Linked DNA regions of Ovis aries: region 2 is linked to region 1. A link is a contact called in public Hi-C data. All regions are on one chromosome and are shown on one strand. The core of a region is the stretch at or near the end of the contact, and the rest is flanking DNA. Distances in the headings are between cores, read along the strand shown. Region 1 holds the start of PAMR1 (peptidase domain containing associated with muscle regeneration 1). Region 2 overlaps LDLRAD3 (low density lipoprotein receptor class A domain containing 3).

Evidence for each region. A called contact is a pair of places that touch in the nucleus more often than the background predicts.
Region 2: a Hi-C map of tail adipose tissue shows a contact between it and region 1, with 2.8 times the contacts expected there. The contact joins the enhancer-like site here to the promoter of PAMR1 in region 1. A contact is called at or near these places in 4 of 16 Hi-C or Micro-C datasets (hypothalamus, muscle and tail adipose tissue).

What each region holds. Positions count from the first base shown.
Region 1 is chr15:64,946,182-64,950,885 of ARS-UI_Ramb_v3.0, forward strand. PAMR1 (peptidase domain containing associated with muscle regeneration 1) reads right to left here and starts at 2,424. Exons shown (of 13, transcript XM_012096235.5): 1 at 2,245-2,424. It overlaps FJX1 (four-jointed box kinase 1), which reads left to right and starts at 1,786. Exons shown (of 1, transcript XM_060400056.1): 1 at 1,786-4,704. The coding sequence starts at 1,991. The coding sequence ends at 3,304.
Region 2 is chr15:65,380,465-65,385,118 of ARS-UI_Ramb_v3.0, forward strand. All of the region lies in intron 4 of LDLRAD3 (low density lipoprotein receptor class A domain containing 3), which reads left to right. Among named protein-coding and RNA genes, the nearest start is that of LDLRAD3, 130 kb to the left of the region's middle. Within about 2 kb of position 2,772, at least 10 of the 54 cell types and tissues checked have an H3K27ac peak or open chromatin away from gene starts, as enhancers often do. A contact at or near this core is called in tail adipose tissue, where this site is marked.

The sequences.
Region 1 (4,704 bases), core at 1,174-3,673:
ATGTAGTCCTCTGCCTTCTAGGGAAAGATGAGGGTAAGGAGCTTGCACAGAACAGGAAGATGGTAACTTCGAATGAAGTAAGATAGCACAGCAATAGTAATCTCATCATCAGATAAGATCTATATAAAGGCATGATATAGCTACCATGGGGTGCATAAGAGATTCAACCAAAACCCCGCATTTCAGTCAATATGAAAACACTTGAAGGTATACTGAGGCAGCTCTGGAAGTCTCTAGATGTGGTCTTCAGATGCCTCTATTTAGTCACAAACCTTAGGGTGCTTGCCCTATAACTCTAGAACATTCATTTTTTGGCAAATAAGTATAATCAGTACCAGGTGACGCACTGATGCAGTTGAAAACCCCCATGTGCATCTGATGAGGGGATAAAGGCAAGAGAAACAGGTGAAAGGAAACAGATTTCAAACCCTTGCTTTCAGAGGTGGGATCCAGCCCCACCCCTCATCTCGTGTCTTACCTGAGAATCTTGGTTTGGATCTGGGACAGAGTCTCATGCACAGAGCTAAGAGGGAGAGCCAGTTCTTATCCAATAACTTTCCTGGTGGACTGAACCCAAAAGTGTCTGGAAGACAATGTGGTTTGCTGGTTTTTGTTTTTCATTTTATTATCATCATTTTCTGCTCCTCCACCCTCTTCCCTAAACACTTCTTCCCTTAAAACCATTAAACCAGTAAGTCAAATGCAGTATGTTGTTTTTTCATTTGTTGAATTGAAAATCACATGTGGGGCATAAAGTGACTAAATGACAGTGAGCCTTCAAAAAATAAGAATGCTGGCCACTTGACTAAAAATAGTGAACTTTCCTGATAGAGGGAAAATCAAGCGGCATGCTACTTGGAGACCCCCGTTTGAATTTTAGTTTCTTCACTTACTGCCTGTGTGGTCTTGAGCAAGCTCGATCCCTTCTGCGTCCCCCGGGAGCCGAATCGTGTCATTCTCTAGAGACCCGTCTCTGAGGCCCCGTCCCCTGGACTAGGTCGGATCTTGAGTTGTAAGGCTGTCGTGGCAACCTAAACATCTCCCTAGACTGTGAGTGAGCTCCGTGAGCAGGGGACCGCATCTGTGGATTTTACTGCTCCGTGTCCAGAAGCGAGGACAGAGGCTTTGTTGAATGAAACCTGCCTAGGTGTTCTTGCACAGTGAGGTCGAATTCCCAGAGAGTCCCTCGGGAAAGGGCGAGCGACCAATCTCAGAGCACACAGGACCAGGGCAGTGAGCGCGCTCGGGAAAGGCGGTGTCGGTTCAAAGTTGTTTGCTACAGATGGTTCTTCTAACCCGGCTGGAGTCACATCCTCTGTGGCTCGGAGAGCTCCCCGGGGATTTATATAAGGCAGAGTGAATCACACCGTTGGAAACGGACAAGGCAAGAAGACCCGCCTCCATTCACTCCGGGCGGCGCCCGGAGCTCGATTGGGGGTTACTCTGAACTTGCAGGAGAGACTCCGCGCCCACTGCAACCCCCATGAGAGCCAGCGGCGCGTCGTTACCACCCCGCGCGACTCCAACTCCGTGCCGCCTGCTCCCACGCCCCCGCGCGGGCGCCTGCAGCCGGGTTTCCAGCTCGCGGCCCCTAAGTCCCGGACTGAGTGTGGGGCCGCTGCTCCCGCTTGGAAGGAGCCATCGCCGCTTTAAGGGGAAGAGGAGGGGAAGGGGGCGGAGGAGTGGGGGGCGGGGAGCGGCGGCGGAGGAGGGGGAGGGGGATTCCCCCCGCCCTCGCTCCCACGTGGTCCGGGCGCCTGTGAATCGCGCCCGCCGGAGGGTCTCACAGCGAAATACAAAAGCAGCTGGGAAGCGGCAGCCAGGCGAGTTCTCAGTGCCGGGCGGAGCGCTAGGCAGGTCCCCGCAGCCGCGATGGAGCTGAGGCGCCCGGAGCCCCGGAGCCGACGAGCTGCCGGGCCCGCCTCGCCACCGGGACCCGGGCGCCGGGGCTCGGCTTGAAGCGGCGGCGGCACCGGCGTGGCCGCGGAGCATGGGCAGGAGGATGCGGGGCGCCGCCGCCACCGCCGGGCTCTGGCTGCTGGCGCTGGGCTCGCTGTTGGCGCTGTGGGGCGGACTCCTGCCGCCGAGGACCGAGCTACCCACCTCCCGGACGCCCGAAGACGGACTCCCGCGGCACCTGGCCCGGAGCGGCGGCCGGGAGCCCGCGCCTCGCTTTCCTCTGCCCCCACCCCTGGCGCGGGACGCCCGCGGCGGCTCCCTGAAAACTTTCCGGGCGCTGCTCACCTTGGCGGCAGGCGCGGACGGCCCGCCCGGGCAGCCCCCGGGTGAGCGCAGGCGGCACGTGCCAACCGGGCGGCCCCGGCCGGAGGAACGCGCCGCGGTGCACGGGGGCGTCTTCTGGAGCCGCGGCCTGGAGGAGCAGGTGCCCCGGGGCTTCTCGGAGGCCCAGGCGGCGGCGTGGCTGGAGGCGGCGCGCCGCGCCCGGGTGGTGGCCCTGGAGCGCGGGGGCTGCGGGCGCAGTTCCAACCGGCTGGCCCGCTTCGCCGACGGCACCCGCGCCTGCGTGCGCTACGGCATCAACCCGGAGCAGATCCAGGGCGAGGCCCTGTCCTACTACCTGGCGCGCTTGCTGGGCCTCCAGCGCCACGTGCCGCCGCTGGCACTGGCTCGGGTGGAGGCTCGGGGCGCGCAGTGGGCTCAGGTGCAGGAGGAGCTTCGTGCCGCGCACTGGACCGAGGGCAGCGTGGTAAGCCTGACTCGCTGGCTGCCTAACCTCACCGACGTAGTGGTGCCCGCGCCCTGGCGCTCCGAGGACGGCCGTCTGCGGCCCCTGCGCGCCGGCGGCGGTGAGCTGGCCAACCGGAGCCGGGCGGAGCTGGTGGACCTGGTGCAATGGACCGACTTGATCCTCTTCGATTACCTGACGGCCAACTTCGACCGGCTAGTCAGCAACCTCTTCAGCCTGCAGTGGGACCCGCGGGTCATGCACCGAGCCACCAGCAACCTGCACCGCGGCCCCGGCGGGGCGCTGGTCTTTCTGGACAACGAGGCGGGCTTGGTGCACGGTTACCGGGTGGCAGGCATGTGGGACAAATATAACGAGCCGCTGCTGCAGTCTGTGTGCGTGTTCCGAGAGCGGACGGCGCGGCGCGTCCTGGAGCTACACCGAGGCCAGGACGCGGCCGCCCGGCTGCTGCGCCTCTACCAGCACCACGAGCCTCGCTTCCCGGAGCTGGCCGCGCTCGCCGACCCCCACGCTCAGCTGCTGCAGCGCCGCCTCGACTTCCTTGCCAAGCACATTTTGCACTGTAAGGCTAAGTACGGCCGCCGACCCGGGACTTAGCATTACCCGGAGGAAGAGAGAGTGTGAGACCCCTGGCTGGGGGATGGATGATGGGGGGAAGGGCCGTCGCCTCTGCCGCCTCCTGCGGACCAGCCGGCCAACGCCCAGCCGGAGACCCGAGCGCGAAGGCGACCAAAAACTTCCGCTTCACCCACCTGCCCCTTTCTCGCAGTCCCAAGCAGTTTCCTTTCAAAGTTCTGGGAGGATGAGCTCACCCAGCCTATAAAAGGATTCCTCGCTGTGCCAGCACGGAGTTTGCATCCAAAGAAACTGGCTGCTGCCGGAGTTTGGCCCCCGAGTGGCAGTCTCGGTAGGAGATACAGCCCCTTCCTTGGCAACCCCTCCACCCGCCCCTTCCTTTCCCGAAAAAGGAAAACTTCTATTGGAGCCATTGAGCTAATTCTGCAATTTCCTACCGATCGCCGCGCTGGTGGCCCGGGAGCAGGGCTCTGACACTGGCTGGTGGAGCCCCGTTCCCGTGTTCTCTCTTTGTTCCGGCTCCGTGATGGTGAGGTCACTGTTAAGAGCTGGGGAACCGCTCCGATAGGACAAAGGGAGCAGGACCTACAGAATGGGGGGAGCCCTGCAGACCCTGGCAGTTTGTCTGACTTGTTCCTTAACAGCTTGTCGCCTTGGCCTGAAGGCTACAAATGCAGGGCTGCCTGTGTGCACGGAGTCAAAGAATGAATTTCTAATCCCTCCCCCTTCCCAACCGGCCAAAATTTTGACAATGAGGATGTTCACCAGAAGGAGAAAAAATAATCCGTTTTATGCACTTTACTTTGTTTTTATTTTTATTTTTTATTAAGAAAAACTTTTTTTTTATTTGACAGAATTTGCCTTCTATGTATATATGTGCATAAAGTGTGGTGTAAATATACTAAACAAACTTATATTTCAATAAAAGGGAGTTTAAAATTTATAATTTAATTCCTGTGGTTTTAACTATTGGAGGCATCTGACATCCTACCTGGTTTGTGAATAAGCTTAAGGGTTTCTCCCTTGTGGATGTGCTTTTACAACAAAGGACGCATGTATATCCCAGTTGTGACCACAGAACTTAAGAGCTGAACAAAGGCAAGAGCAGATTCCCTGTCCTGCTCACTCAAATGAATCCTAGCGCTGGATATTTCAGAGTTCAGCAGAGAACGTGGGGGATGGTGGAGAAGGACATGGAAGGAAAATATTCTATTTCCTGGCAAATAAAACTTTGATATAAAAGGATTTCACTGTAATAAAGTCCTATATTAATCATTTGGCAAATATGATAGAACCAGATGTGCAGACTGAAATACGACAAATGCCCGCCCCCCTTAAGCTTAACTACTGTGGTCGTGTGTTGCACCTGATTTTTCAACACTGTAATTACCGTGCATCTCAATGTATACCGATAATAAGTT
Region 2 (4,654 bases), core at 1,522-4,021, 430 kb after region 1:
GTCACTGCTCAGTTTATTCTCTTTCCTTTCCCCTGAAATATTTAGATAGTAGTTGGCTGTGGATGGGTTCACGTGTTTACTTTCTGCACTTAAATATCTTAATAACCTTTATTGCTTCCAAATATTGCAAAAGTTACAGAATATACTGGATTCCCTCACCCTTCTACTCTCCGCCCAGGTACTCCTTCCCAATACAGTCTCATTTTGTCAGCAAAAAAATGTTGCAAAATATAGAAACGTATAAAGAAGAAAGCAAAACTGCCTAGGAAAAAGCCCCATTAATATGTAGGCTATTTTGTGATAGTCATCCCCCACTCCATCTATGTTTCTATCTATCTATCTTCTCTAATATGCTTGATTGAGATGCCAACATCTACTGGGTCATGGAAAAAGCAAGAGAGTACCAGAAAAACATCTATTTCTGCTTTATTGACTATGCCAAAGCCTTTGACTGTGTGGACCACAATAAACTGTGGAAAATTTTTTTAACTTTTGTTTTAAAAAAATTTAATTACATGAGAAAATGGTCACAATAAAGAGGACATCTCAATTAAGCATATTAGAGAAGACAGATAGATAGAAACATAAATGGAGTGGGGGATGACCAGACCACTTGACCTGCCTCTTGAGAAACCTGTATGCAGGTCAGGAAGCAACAGTTAGAACTGGACATGGAACAACAGACTGGTTCCAAAATGGGAAAGGAGTACGTCAAGGCTGTATATTGTCACCCTGCTTATTTAACTTATATGCAGAGTACATCATGAGAAACACTGGGCTGGAAGAAGCACAAGCTGGAATCAAGATTGCTGGGAGAAATATCAATAACCTCAGATATGCAGATGACACCACCCTTATGGCAGACAGTGAAGAAGAACTAAAAAGCCTCTTGATGAAAATGAAAGAAGAGAGTGAAAAAGTTGGCTTAAAGCTCAACAATCAGAAAACTAAGATCATGGCATCTGGTCCCATCGCTTCATGGCAGATAGATGGGGAAACAGTGTCAGACTTTATATTTTGGGGCTCCAAAATCACTGCTGATGGTGATTGTAGCCATGAAATTAAAAGACACTTACTCCTTGGAAGAAAAGTTATGGCCAACTTAGATACCATATTGAAAAGCAGAGACATTATTTTGCCAACAAAGGTCCATCTAGTCAAGGCTATGGTTTTTCCAGTGGTCATGTATGGATGTGAGAGTTGGACTGTGAAGAAAGCTGAGCACCGAAGAATTGATGCTTTTGAACTGTGATGCTTGAGAAGACTCCTGAGAGTCCCATGGACTGCAAGGAGATCCAACCAGTCCATCCTAAAGGAGATCAGTCCTGGGTGTTCATTGGAAGGACTGATGCTGAAGCTGAATCTCCAATACTTTGGCCACTTCATGCGAAGAGTTGGCTCATTGGAAAAGACCCTGATGCTGGGAGGGATTGAGGGCAGGAGGAGAAGGGGATGACAGAGGATGAGATGGCTGGATGGCATCACTGACTCGATGGACATGAGTTTGAGTGAAGTCCAGGAGTTGGTGATGGACAGGGAGGCCTGGCGTGCTGCAACTCATGGTGTCACAAAGAGTCGGACACAACTGAGTGACTGAACTGAACTGATAAAGAGGAAAGCAAAACTGCCTAGGAAAAAGCCCTGTTAATATGTGGGCTATTTTGTGATAGTCATCCCCCACTCCATCTATGTTTCTATCTATCTTCTCTAATATGCTTAATTGAGATGTCCTCTTTATTGTGACCATTTTCTCATGTTATTAATTTTTTTAAAACAAAAGTTTTAATGACTTTAGTGATTGGTTTGATAAACTGATTTTCTCTTACCCTGTTGCTTCTATTTTAAGTCTTCAAAGAGAAGAGTGACTGTCTCCTGTGTTCTTTATATCTTTCCATGGAACAATCATTGCTGTACCCTCCCAAGAGGGACACAGAGTTTATAAACTCTCCTGTGTGCCTTCTGCTGCCTTATTTCATCTTCTGAGTCACAAGTGGCAGAGCTATGGCAGAGCTGCTAGATTGTCCAATGGTAGGGAAGTGGCTGAAAGCCACTTTAGCCAGGAGGGTGCATGTCATTAACAGGGTCAGGGGCCTGGCTGAGCAAAATGACTTTGGAGCTGGGGTCTGGCCTCAGATTTGTGTTCTGCCCTGGGGAAGCACAAGTTAGGCATCTTACATAATCTGCTTGCACAGTGGCTTTCCTCTAAAATGGGGATACTGACAGACTTTTTCCACGTTTGTTGTGAGGATTGCTGCTGCTGCTGCTCAGTCGCATCAGTCGTGTCCGACTCTGTGCGACCCCATAGACAGCAGCCCACCAGGCTCCCCCATCTCTGGGATTCTCTAGGCAAGAATACTGGAGTGGGTTACCATTTCCTTCTCCAATGCATGAAAGTGAAAAGTCAAAGTGAAGTCGCTCAGTCGTGTCCGACTCTTCGCGACCCCATGGACTGCAGCCTACCAGACTCCTCCGCCCATGGGATTTTCCAGGCAAGAGCATGGGAGTGGGGTGCCATTGCCTTCTCCAGTTGTGAGGATTAGATGAGATGATATCTGAAAAGTGCTGCGTGTGGTGGCTAGCCAGAGTAATTGACTTTAAAAATGCAGAGTGGCTTAAAGCAAAACTGAGTGATTATGGGGAAGACCATGTCTATTAGGATTTTGCCTTTGGTTTTGAACGGCTAAAGACATGGTTCTTTTATACACACATACCTCTGAGATACAGTGGGCTTGGTTCCAGACCACAGCAATAAAGCAAATGTTGCAATAAAGTGAGTCACATGAGTTTTTTGGTTTCCCAGTGCATATAAAAGTTATGACTACACTATGCCGTAGCCTCTTAAGTGCACATTTGCATTCTGTCTGGGAAGAAAAAGCAATATACCTACCTTACTTTAAAAACACAGAACAAAAAAGTGTTAATAGTAACAGCAAAGATCACCGATCACCGATCACCAATAACAAATATAATGAAGAAAAAGCTTAAGTTACCAAAATGTGACACGGAAACACAGAGAGAGCAAATGCTGTTGCAAAGATGGTGGTCACAGACTTGCTCAGCGCAGGGTTACCACACATCTTCAGTTTGTTTAAAAAAAAAAAAAGCAATATCTTCAAAGTGTAATAAAGTGAAGCTCAATAAAACAAGGTGTGCCCATGTTTTACTTAGTCCTTTTGTGAGTATCTGCCTGGTCTCAAGTTCCTAGCGTCCACAGAAATCTTATCATCTAAGGAGGAGGGCGGATTCTTTTTATATCTTGTCACGTATACATACATTCTAGAGAGTAATCCATTGGCAATTAAAGCAGATGTGATGCCTTATAGTATGTACATTGTAAATGATTGCACCATCCTGTGTATTCTCTGCCATAATTAAAGACCCCTGTATCATTTAAATGTTTGGATATTGGTCTTCAGTAGTCTAAATGAGTAAATTATATCCATTATCTGCCATTTGAGAAGAGCTGTTCTAGTTCACTACTTGGAAACTGGTAAATGAAAGAATCAAGCCTTTATCCTCCCTTTTGGTACATGAATTGTGTTTCTGAGTAATTAAATAGCTGACTTAGGAAAGTTCTGTTTTTAATTGAAGAATATCAGCTAATAGAAGAATGAGAGAGTATGTCTATTTTATTACCCTTAATGAAGAAATGGAGATCTTCAGTGGCTACTAAAACCATTAGATGAAAAATTGATAGGGAGTTTTATAATGGATTGGATCCAGCAGAAAAGTTCTGAAACCAGCAGTCAATCTTCTCACAGGCGGCTTTGAATCAATATTGCCCCATAGAGTGATAAGGAGCGTAGAAACCTGATCACACTATGGATATCTTTATATTATAGTTGTATAGATAGTACATCTGTGTACTTAAAAAAACCCAAAAGACAATGTTCTGATTCTTGCTTGAACTTTTCTGATATATTTTAAAGAACTCCAGAGGAGAAGACTCATCTATTATAGATATTTACCCAGATATTTACCATTTTGACTGCTCTTCCTTGATTCATGTTGTTCCAAGTGTTTTTCTCATATCATTTTCCTTCTGTCTGCAGAACTTCCTTTAGCAATTCTTTTAAAGCAGTACTGCTGGCAACAAATGCTCTTAGTGTTCCTTCATCTGCGAATGTCTTTATTTTACCTGCTTTCCTGAAGGATATTTTTTACTGCATAGAGAATTCTGGGGTGACAGTTCCTTCCTCCACAGCCCTTTTAAGATGTTGTGCCACTTCCTCTGGCTTCTCTCATTTCCCGTGAGAAAGTTGTAGTTATTTTAAATTGTTTTCCTCTAGAGAACAGACTGTTTTCCTCTGGCTGCTTTGAAGATCTTTTTGGTCTTTAGTTTTCAGCAGTTAGATGATAATGTATCTGGGTATGTGGATTTCTTTGAGTTTATCCTGGGAGGGTTCTCTCTGAATCTGTAGGATTTTGTCTGTTGCCGTACTTAGTACATTTTAAGCTATACTTTCTCTCTCTTTAACTGAATTGTACTTGGTTTATAGCCCTCTTTCTTTTTTTTTTTTTAAATGAGGTTCTGCTAACAATTTTAGGTCCCTGAAGCTCTGTTCATTTTTTAATCCATCTTTTTTCTTTTCATTGTCCAGATTGCATAGATTCTACTACTCTGCTCTTCGGCTAAAGTTCGTCAGCTTTCCTT